Regions from separate parts of the Capsicum annuum genome. Here region 2 is linked to region 1. The links are chromatin contacts, called in public Hi-C maps. All regions are on one chromosome and are shown on one strand. The core of a region is the stretch at or near the end of the contact, and the rest is flanking DNA. Distances in the headings are between cores, read along the strand shown.

Region 1 (5,405 bases), core at 1,457-3,956:
AATTTTGATTATACAATTCGTTCAAATAGGAAGAATAGAAGCTGTTAACGTTGTCGGAGGTAGTAGGCATAGGTTGTGATGCTTCTGATTGTGGGGTTGCTTCAAATAATACCATATCCAATACACTACTTGCACCATTTCTTGATACTTGTTCTGGTTCTTGCCTTTCTGGAAAGGCACTGAAAGATGGTAATGGCAATGTGGAGGCATTGAAGCTGTTAACGTCGTTAGAAGCAGCACTAGGCATGGGTTGTCCTGATTTTGCTTGTGGGGTTGCTTCAAATAGTGTCAAATCCCAACCAGTGCTTGAAGAAGCCTCAACAGAGGACATATTTTCTCCATTTCTTGGCACCTCTTTTGGTTCTTGTTGGTCTGGAAAGGCGTTAAAAGAAGGGGATGACACTAAGGCCTCATTAAGTACATCTTCCCATCCTTTGACTGAACTTAAAGAATCTAATGTAGGCTTTTGTTTCTCCTTTATCTGTTCTTGTTTAGCTTCTTTAGTGTCAAGTTCTTTTGCTTTCTCTTCAACAGGTTGCTGCTTCTGATCTTGTACTTCGTCCTCATTGCCTTCGTTTCCATTATCTTCTGATAAAGAAACAAGATCAGTCATGGACACTGGCAATGATCTTGCAGAACCTGTATCGCACACATCGTCATTAAATGGCTTCTTTGATTGAATATCCGAATAGGCCTCCAAATCGATTGAAATAGACGGGCTCCTCCCTGTTACCGTGGCTTTTATTAGATCTTCTAGTGAACTAGAAGGCGAACCGTTCCCTGAAGCAGTTGGAGTACTCCTACCTGAATATGTCTCAGTCGTTGCAAGAGAGAACTCAGATTGTCCACCATAACTGTCAAACCCACTTCTTGAGAACTTCTTTGAAACTTGTCCTTGAGGAATCAAATCTGCTGAAGATTTCACTGGAAATGAAGATTTGTCCTTGAGAAATTCTTGTAATGACTCAATTAACTCCTCGCTTATAGTTTGTACACTCGGATACAGTGATGTCCTGCCAACACCAATGTCTTTACATAACGAATAAAATGTGCTGACCTCCTCGAATTGCTTCGCTGATCTAACACAAGTTTGAAAGGCATTTACACATGTTTGGTATGGTAAATGGAAAAAACTATCAAGAACAAGAGCAAGCCCATCAGAGATATCCTTGTAAAGATCAAAACTTTCTTGTACCACATCATATAGAGCAGCTAGTACTAGAGAATTGGTCTTGGCTGCACCTGTTGGCCGTGTAGCAATTGCCCTTTCAAGCAATCTTTGCCAATACGAAATCTTGTCAAGTAGCATTGCTGGTTTCATTTCGCGTATCGCCTCATTAGTCGTGCTCCTGCTCCTCCTACTCCTGCTAATATCACTGCAACTCCGTGAATAGGTGGAGTTTACAGGGTCGTTGTAATTGCACCGCCTTTGGAGTTTTCCCGTGAGAAAACAATCTAAACGCTCATCAAGATAAAGTGCAAACGTTCTAATAAAGGCGGTGAAATCCCAGGGGCTAGAATTTGAATCATCGCGAAAATTGGAAAGGTTGAGAATTTTGGTGCCACGTTTCATGGCATGAAGGACTTCTCGAGGGAAATAAGGATCGCCATCTTGGAAGATTCTAAGGACAAGCATTAAAGATTTGAGGGCGACGATCCAATTCCTAGTACGACCAATGCGTTTGCCAATGGCACGAGCACATGCAGCTGCGTAGGCCTTGTTGGAGGAGACTAATTGGACAACCTCATGAATGTAACGCTCATCAACAGGGACATCATCGTGTGTGGTGGCTTTTAAGACAGCAACTTCAAGTGTTGAGGAAGTGTTGCTAGAAACTTTGGCAAGGCTAATGCTGGTTTGATCTTTCACTGCAGCAATTGCCTTCTTTAGCTTGCTTGGCATGTTAGTCACTCTAATAACTCCTGTTTCTTCTTATTTTTTTCCCTTTGTCCAATTTCTTAATTTAATGCAGAAAATTTGTACAAAACATGATCATGTGATTGATCCTTTTTTCAAATAAAAGAAGTACCTCACCTCCATTACGAGGAAGTTATTGGAGCCGGGATATTGATTTTTTAAAATCTTTCTCGTAGCTTCTGATCACCACGTAAGAGATCAAACAAGAAGATTTGTTTTTGATGATAAAATTTATTGATGACAAGATTTAATGTTTCAGGGGGAAAGGTAGAGAGATAGATTTTCCTTAGCTATTGTCAGATCAATTCCAATTCCTGTTTTTAACGAAATAGGGGAAAGGCAGAACTGCGGCGGCTATTGGGAACGAGCGATAGCTTAGGACTAAAAGTGCCAACTATCTATGAATGACCAGGATCGGAAATGCTAGTCGAACAAGATGGAGTTAGTCTAGAAGACATTTGAAAGATGGTCGTTTTTCCATGTTCTTTTTTTCTTCGATCTGAATCAGTCATTGCGTTTCTGTTTCTGATGTGAAAAATGAGAGGATCTCCATGAGTTTCTCTCAGTCTTGGTACGAAATTCTATCACAGCCACTAAAAGGACTCATAGTCGCATGTAATATAAAATACTTCTTATACAAAAGGCATGAAAAGTTAAAAAAAAAATACAAACTCCATTATTTATTGAACAGATACTTGCTATAGGAATAATGATAAATAACACTGCCCCTCAAAGTAGCGATAAGATTTGCTTATATCACATTCTTCTTAGATCCCGCACGATATGTTATTGTTGTATAACCTAAGCATCTATCTAATATAAAGATAATACTACTCCCTCCGTTTCATAATAAATAAATTGTTGAATTTTGACACACAAATTAAAGAAAAAATATTAAAGACATAAATTTAACATAACTTTTCATTTTTACCAAAAAAAAACAATTGACCTTGTCATACCTTTTGAAAAATTAATTGGTTGTCAAATCATAAGGGTAAATTTGAAAAAAAAATTTAACGATTCACTTATTTTGAAACACCAATAAATACTTCAACAATTCACTTATTCCGAAACGGTGAGACACCAATAAATACTTCAACAATTCACTTATTCCGAAACGGTGAGAGTATTTACTAATTATTGTCCATTAGATCCTACTAGTATCTTTTAAATACTATTAACTGTCAAAAAAAATGGTGATCTGCTGTTCTTCTTTGAAATTGTTATTTCATTCATCAGCTGGACCTGAATTTGTTCACAAAACGGAATGTACATACTTTGAGTCTCCCCACTCCTATGTGAATTGAGTTAAACCCTACATTTAATATTAAGATCGTCCCAGAATCTAGGCCGGCTTGATTTTCACTCAACTAATGATGTTATTATTTCATAAAGTCACTTTTTCTAATACTAATTTCTTCAATAAATAAAATTATTTTTTAAAATAATAATTATTAATTGAGTGACCATCTGACAAATCAATGGAATGTAGGCCTCGACTCAAAATTGAGCTCTATAAGTTGGGCTCAGATTACACAATAAGCCCATATGGACTAGTACTCATGGGCCATAGCCGGTGATACTAGCCTGCAGTCCACCAAAGAGCCCGCCCATCTGCAGACCACATCTGTAAGAAGGTGAATCTTAAAAATAGATTTAAATTGGGTTGACTTTCAAATTTTAGCCCCAAATAAAATAACTTTCTTAAAATAGCTTTTACCTGTTAACTAATATTTTTTTTGGACAAAATGACCCCTGATCAATGGAGTAAATTATATAAATGATCCTCATAATGGATAACAACTCCATATTTATATCTTTCAACTTTTATTTTTTTTCTCTTATTAATTTTATTTTGATTTTTCTTTTTTCGTTTTAATTTTCTAAACCCTTACTTTTTTCCTTTTTTCCTCTCAACTTCTTTTTTTCTTTTATATTATTTTTATTTTTTCCTTCCTTTTTTTTTTTGTTTTTTAAGTTTTTCTCAACACTTACTTTTTTCTTTATACTTTTCAACGTCTACTTTTATAAAAGAAAAATTGTTTTATTTATCTTTTGAAATTTTTTTCGACCTTTATTTTTATTTAATCTTTCTTTTTTTATCAATCTTTATTTTTTTCTTATTCTCTCTCAACTTCTACATTTTCTTTTATTTTTATAATATATTTCTTCATTTTCTTCTTTTTCTGCAATTTTTATTATTTTTATTCTTTTTTTCGATTTATTTCATTTAAGTTACATCTTATGAGCAGGAGTTGATACTATCACATTATAAAGACAAGACTTACAACTTTTGAACAATAAACTACGTTTCATGGGTAAGAGTTGACACTACTACATTGTAGAGGCAAGACTTATGACTTTCAAACAACAAGTTATGTTTCATGGGCAAAAGTCGACACTATCACATTGTATTTTGATTTATGAGATGTTTTATAACTCTTACCTTAGAGGAAAGACTTAGCTCAGGGACTTTCAAATAGCAAATTATACCCGACGGGCAAGAGTTAATTCTACCACGTTATGTTTTCATTTACGAGATGTTCTACAACTATTGCCTTAGAGACAAGACGTAGCTCAAGGGCTTTCAAACAACAAGTTATGTTTCGTGGGCAAGAGTCGACACTTCCACATTGTATTTTGATTTATGAGATGTTCTACAACTATTATCTTAGAGGCAAGACTTAGCTTAGGGACTTTCAAACAACAAATTATGTCCCACGTGCAAGAGTTGACTCTACCGCGTTATGTTTTCATTTATGAGATGTTCTACAACTATTGCCTTAGAAGCAAAACTTAACTCAAGGACTTTCAAATAACAAATTATGCCCCACAGGCAAGAGTTGACTCTACCACGTTATATTTTCATTTATGAGATGTTCTACAACTATTACCTTAGAGGCAAGACTTAGCTCAAGGACTTTCAAACAATAAATTATGCCCCACGGGCAAAAGTTGACTTTACCACATTATGTTTTCATTTATGAGATGTTCTACAACTCTTGCCTTAAAGGCAAAACTTGACTCAAGGACTTTCAAACTACAAATTATGCCCCACGAGCAAGAGTTGACTTTACTACATTATGTTTTCATTTATGATATGTTCTACAACTATTACCTTAAAGGCAAGACTTAATTAGCTCAAGGATTTTCAAACTACAAATTATGCCTCACGGGCAAGAGTTGACTCTACCACGTTATGTTTTCATTTCTGAGATGTTCTACAACTATTGCATTAGAGGCAAGACTTAGCTCAAGGACTTTCAAACTATAAATTATGTCCCACGGGCAAGAGTTGATACTACCACGTTATGTTTTCATTTATGAGATGTTCTACAACTCTTGCCTTAGAGGAAAGACTTAATTAGCTCAAGGACTTTCAAACTACAAATTATGCCCCACGGGCAAGAGTTGACTCTACCACGTTATGTTTTCATTTATGAGATGTTCTACAACTATTACCTTATTGGCAAGACTTAGCTCAAAG
Region 2 (5,405 bases), core at 1,856-4,355, 210 kb before region 1:
TCAAACATAAGCAAAACCACGAAGTTCATATATGCTTCTACAGGGTCCTAAGAGTAGCACAAGCTACATTCATTAACATCTACTACCTAGAAAACAGAGTCTATGTCCATAAACAAGAGAGATGCCTCAAACAGCTGAGCCTCCAGTTTGGTGCAACATTGCATCAATTTCATCACCATCCTCCATCTCCAGCTAAAGCAAGGAAAAAAATTTGTTAGAAAACAAGAAAATTAGTTACAAGCATATTAAAAATAAAAGAAAAATCATTATATTTTGCACACCCATTTGTTGTGTGCATACATGGTCTGAAAAAGAGAGAGAGATACCTCATCTGGAGTCTGCTCTCCTCGAAGACGACGACCATCAAACAAGAATGCAATTGAATTAAAATCCACAGACTGCCGGTCACAATATGCATTCATGAGTTTCTTTAGCTGGGTGCTTCTCTTGATTCTAAAGAATACTTCATTCCCATCCTGCAACCAAATAACAATAGAAAACTAAACCTTTTATGCTCTCCCCATTGTTAGATTCGTTAGAACAGGCAAGAGCGCACTTCTATTAACAGGCAGCCCATCACCATAATGATGACAAAGGAAGAAGATGGAATCAATCACGTAACATTTTACATACTGATTGTACCAGCAAAGTAGGGAAGTAGGCTTCCATGTGAATGTCATGATATGGAGATCAACTGGCATATACAACACAATAGATCACTTCACATTCAAGGTGACGTTAACTGCTAACGCCATCACAGAATTATTTTAATATGGTAACATAGATACGAATAAGGGTAGTTGTCCAGCACTAATTGATGCGGGCAATCTACACACGGAGCATCAAAGTCTACCATTGATGACTAAGGCATCACAGTGTCATGATCCTCAGCAAACAACATTGATTAAACTAGACCTAGCAGCTAGGTTTAATACCTTATCAAACAAGTACGTATTCAAATCTCAAAAACATAGTACTATCTCAATCCAACTGAACAATACAAGCATAGTTATGATGTACCGTCTTAATCCCAACCCTGCAATAACCCTTCCCACAAGAATGATTGGAGTTTACCACAAGGGAAAATAACCATGCTGGAAGCCAATATTTTGCATGTATTAAACTTTATATATCAGAGCAAACAATATGTTACACGGATTCAAAATTATGTTCAGTACCCTATGGAGCAAACGCCTGCTCTTTACCCAACCGATCACACCGTTGAAAACAAACCTGGCTAGTAAATGCTAGGAAATGAGTGACTTTTGCAAACCCAAAATGCACAGAAAAATTTTATGGGAAAAGACCACCACTCTTTTCTAAATATAATCTGACAAACATAGATATCTTGATTAATGACTCGGAGTAATATTTTAACCTCGAAACACAAACGGTACACTATTATTACTAATATATATTCTTTGCAAAAACAATGATACATAAAACCCAACTCCTCACAGATGGCACACTTGAAAACATTTCAGAAGCTTTCTGTATTTGCATCCAGACTGATCACAAGATGCATTAGCAGCAATAACAAAACTCTGAGACTAAAATATGAGGTAACTGCTTAATCTTTCAGTTTCGAAGAAGCCCAACACAAATTTACAAGAATAAATAAGCAAGCAAACAAAAAGAAATATATGATCAACAAACATGTTAACGCAGCTACCTAGAACACTAAAACTAATACTCCCTCTGTCCATCTTTACTTGTCTAGTAAACTAAACATAGTTGTCCAACTTTATTTGTTCGGTTTGGAGAACCAAGAGATAATTTACCATTTCTGTTTATTTTACCCTTGTTATTAAATACTATTCATTTCCCCATATATAACCCTTTTATTTATTGCTTGTTAAGGGGTGTGCCACGTAAAACATGGACAATTAAAGATGGAAGGTGGGAGTATGAAATATAAATGTTTTTTGGGTACATATGAGATAACTGCTTAACAAGTTTTAAGTTAGGCACAGTATTTTCTACTTGATCCAAGTTAATTTGGTGCTTATCGAATGAATCAGTTAATGTACTCGAACAAAATTTATACTCAGTCAGTTAAAGAAGATGTAAAACTCACTCTGCAGCATAAAAAGACCACCATTCCAGATTTTGTTAAAAATAAAACAAAACAATTGCAACATAAAAGAGGCCAGGGGCTGAGCGAGTTAAGGCCCTTTAGTGGAAAATCACACTGTTTATAAATAATTAAACTAAAAATTACACAACTTATGTTTTCAATATTACAAAAAATCCCAACTCCCTAAACATATTAGAAAAATCCCAACATATACCCAGAATGCTATGTATATGTCGGCTATGTTATGTATATTAATAGGGAGAGAGAGTAGAGTAATTTAAAAAGTTGGGAGAGAGTGCAATTACTTCTAAAAGGGTTGGTATTTATGTTATTTATACATAATTAAAAGCATTTTTCCATGTACATACAGCAGATGGTAAACCCTAATACAGATTAATGAAACAACTAAAACATATGATGATAAAAAAGGCATACAAAAAACAGGATCAGACATGATAATATTGAAAAGGAACACTGGAATCTAACACATAATGAAGATCTAGAAACAAAACCCTAACCAGAGGAGACAAATATATGAATATGCGTCGGATTATTATAGGGTAAAAGGGGTAAACCTGTCCTTTGACTTTGAGATTGATGTGAACTTGATCGGCGCCGCCGGGCTTCTTATCTTCCTCCCCTGCTTGAGACATTTTTCCTCTACTTTTCTCTGCCTTCGTCTTTTCTGCTGCTGTTATATTTATCGCCTAAACCAAAAGGAAGGAAGATTATACGACTTATCGATTTTATTGGCTATACGTTAATTTATACTCTTCACTTTTTGTTTTTTTTTTTTTTAATTCTATATTACTGTTTTGCCCTTGGCGTTGAAACCACGCAACCTTTTTTTGCTTTTTTTTACTTTTCAAATTCTGTCCTTTTCATCCTTTTTTATTTTTTGTTCCTCTAGCATTTGTTGGATATTCGATAAAATTTCAATTTGTATATTTTAGAAGTTCAAATTTGATGATGGTGTATTTACTAAAATTTTACTCATAAAAAATGAAAATTATATTTTCATGTTCAAAATGAAATTTTGAAAATTTTAAATGTTATTAAATCCTCAGCTCTAATTTGGTTGATCTATTCTTTTCAAATCCATTTAAAAATAATAATTTTTTTTTTTTTTACAAACTATTTAATTTCATTTCACTTTCTAACTTGTTTAACACCACAACGTTTACGTAGAAGTTTGACCATTAAAATTAAAATCTTTTAAGAGTTGAAGTTATATTTGATTATGAATATAAGTTGTAGTTTTTAAAATTTTATAAGAGAATTTAACGTTTTATGCGTTCACTTTATTTTTTGTGATTGTTATTTTTATTATACAACTATAAATTATAACAGAATTAACTTATATCTTAAAATAAAAATATTATATACATGTTTCATGCCCTTCAATTATGTAAAATGGTGTAAAAATATACTTTGTCTATCCATTGAGCTTAAAATGCCTTTTTCGTTTACCTATTTTGCTTAAAATGTCTTTCTCATCTACCTATTGAGCCTAAAATGTTCTTCTCATATACCTATTGGGCTATTTTACCCTTTTATTTAGGCAAATTACATAGAAAGTTCATCCTTAAAACTCAATTACATAAATAATTGTACTTTTTCAACATTTCAAAAATAAAAGATTTTTTTTTACATATATAGCCATTTAAAAAAATCAGAAAAGATAATTATAATTCCTAATTTAATGCTATAACTAATTATCAATTCACCTTAATTTAAGAGATATATTTTCAATCTTCAAATTAAAAGTGAAAAAGATAATCGATGCTTTCAAATCTGTCTCTTATATTCAAAATTAAAATATTTTTAAATAAACTAAGTATTCAATTATTTGCTCGTGTATGTTTTGTTTTGTTTTCATGTATATCAATCATCTAGTATTATTTCATTATCGTGTATTTTCAATTCTAATGTAATGAATTAATCATAATTTTGTATAGATAAATATTTATGGAATAAAAATCATTATGCTGGAAGTACAGATATACTATGTTTTTTTGTTGTATAGATATAATTTATGTCAAAGTCAAATTATTATTATATTTTTTATATAATTTACGCGATAAATATTCATGGTATATCTCACTATGTTGAAAGTACTTTTCTTGTTAAAAAATTATTTATTAAATATAAATATGTATTCTCATATTTCATGGTATAAACTTTTATATCTAAAATATATCATATTTTTATAGAGGTATCGTGAAAGTAGGCAATAAAAATGAAAAACATAAAATTTCGATATAGTGTATAAAAAAGGAATGAATAAAGGCTTCCATAAAAACAGGCAATGAATTAGAAATATGGAAATTTAATATATAATTATTTTTCTATCTATTAAAATTTGTTATAAAAGTAAATATTTTATATGTTATATCTGACAACCAACTATTACGGCTATGTATATGTAATAATTTTTGTAAATGGCTATTTATATTATTTTTATTTTTATTTATTAGATCAATTTAGAACGATAAAAAATTGATGTTGTGCACTATTTATTTGGTTAATATTAATAAAAATGATAGGAATTTTATGTAATTTAATAAAGATAAGTTGTGGTATTATATAATTTTTTTTCTTCAATAAAAGAGCAAAATAGAGCCAATAGGAAGACGAAAAGGGCATTTTAGGTCTAATAGGTAGACTGGAAGGGCATTTTAGGCCCAATAGGTAGACGGATGATATTTTTGCACCATTTCACATAGTTGAAGGGCATTTTAGGTCCTTTTCCGTTGTTATTTTTACTATACAACTATAAATTATAATAGAACTAACTTATATCTTAAATAAAAATAATATATACGTGTTTCATGTATTAATTTAATTACTCATTTTACACGTTCACTTTATTTTTTGTGATTATGATTTTCATTATACAACTATAAATTATAATAGAACTAACTTATATCTTAAATAAAAATATTATATTCAAAAATTAATTTAATAAAATTAATATAATGTAACAAAGATATTACATTAAAAAATAATTACGAATATTAAAAACTTAATTAATGATCTTATATAATATAATATGTTAAATTAATAAAAAAATAAAGAGCATAAATAGTGCATCATCTTCAAATTTGAAGAAACACTATTAATCCCTCCAAATATAAAATATAAAGGGTAATTTGAAGTTTTCTTTTTCAACTATGGAGTACAGAGGGTAAAATGAGACATCAATCCAAACTGCCCAATTTGTGGTCATAATTCATAATTCCAGCATCATATTTTCTTTAAGTATGCTTGTCACGATTCAAATGGCCATGAGTGACACCCACACTAATCTTCCTATGGGAGAATCATC

The links. A called contact is a pair of places that touch in the nucleus more often than the background predicts.
Region 2: a Hi-C map of leaf shows a contact between it and region 1, with 2.9 times the contacts expected there. The contact joins the promoter of LOC107854314 here to the promoter of LOC107878180 in region 1. A contact is called at or near these places in 2 of 5 Hi-C or Micro-C datasets (leaf and placenta).

What each region holds. Positions count from the first base shown.
Region 1 is chr7:171,275,819-171,281,223 of UCD10Xv1.1, reverse strand. LOC107878180 (clathrin coat assembly protein AP180-like) reads right to left here and starts at 2,706. Exons shown (of 1, transcript XM_016725097.2): 1 at 1-2,706. The coding sequence starts at 1,903.
Region 2 is chr7:171,487,973-171,493,377 of UCD10Xv1.1, reverse strand. LOC107854314 (small ubiquitin-related modifier 1) reads right to left here and starts at 3,105. Exons shown (of 3, transcript XM_016699318.2): 1 at 2,653-3,105; 2 at 327-476; 3 at 1-192. The coding sequence starts at 2,730. The coding sequence ends at 127.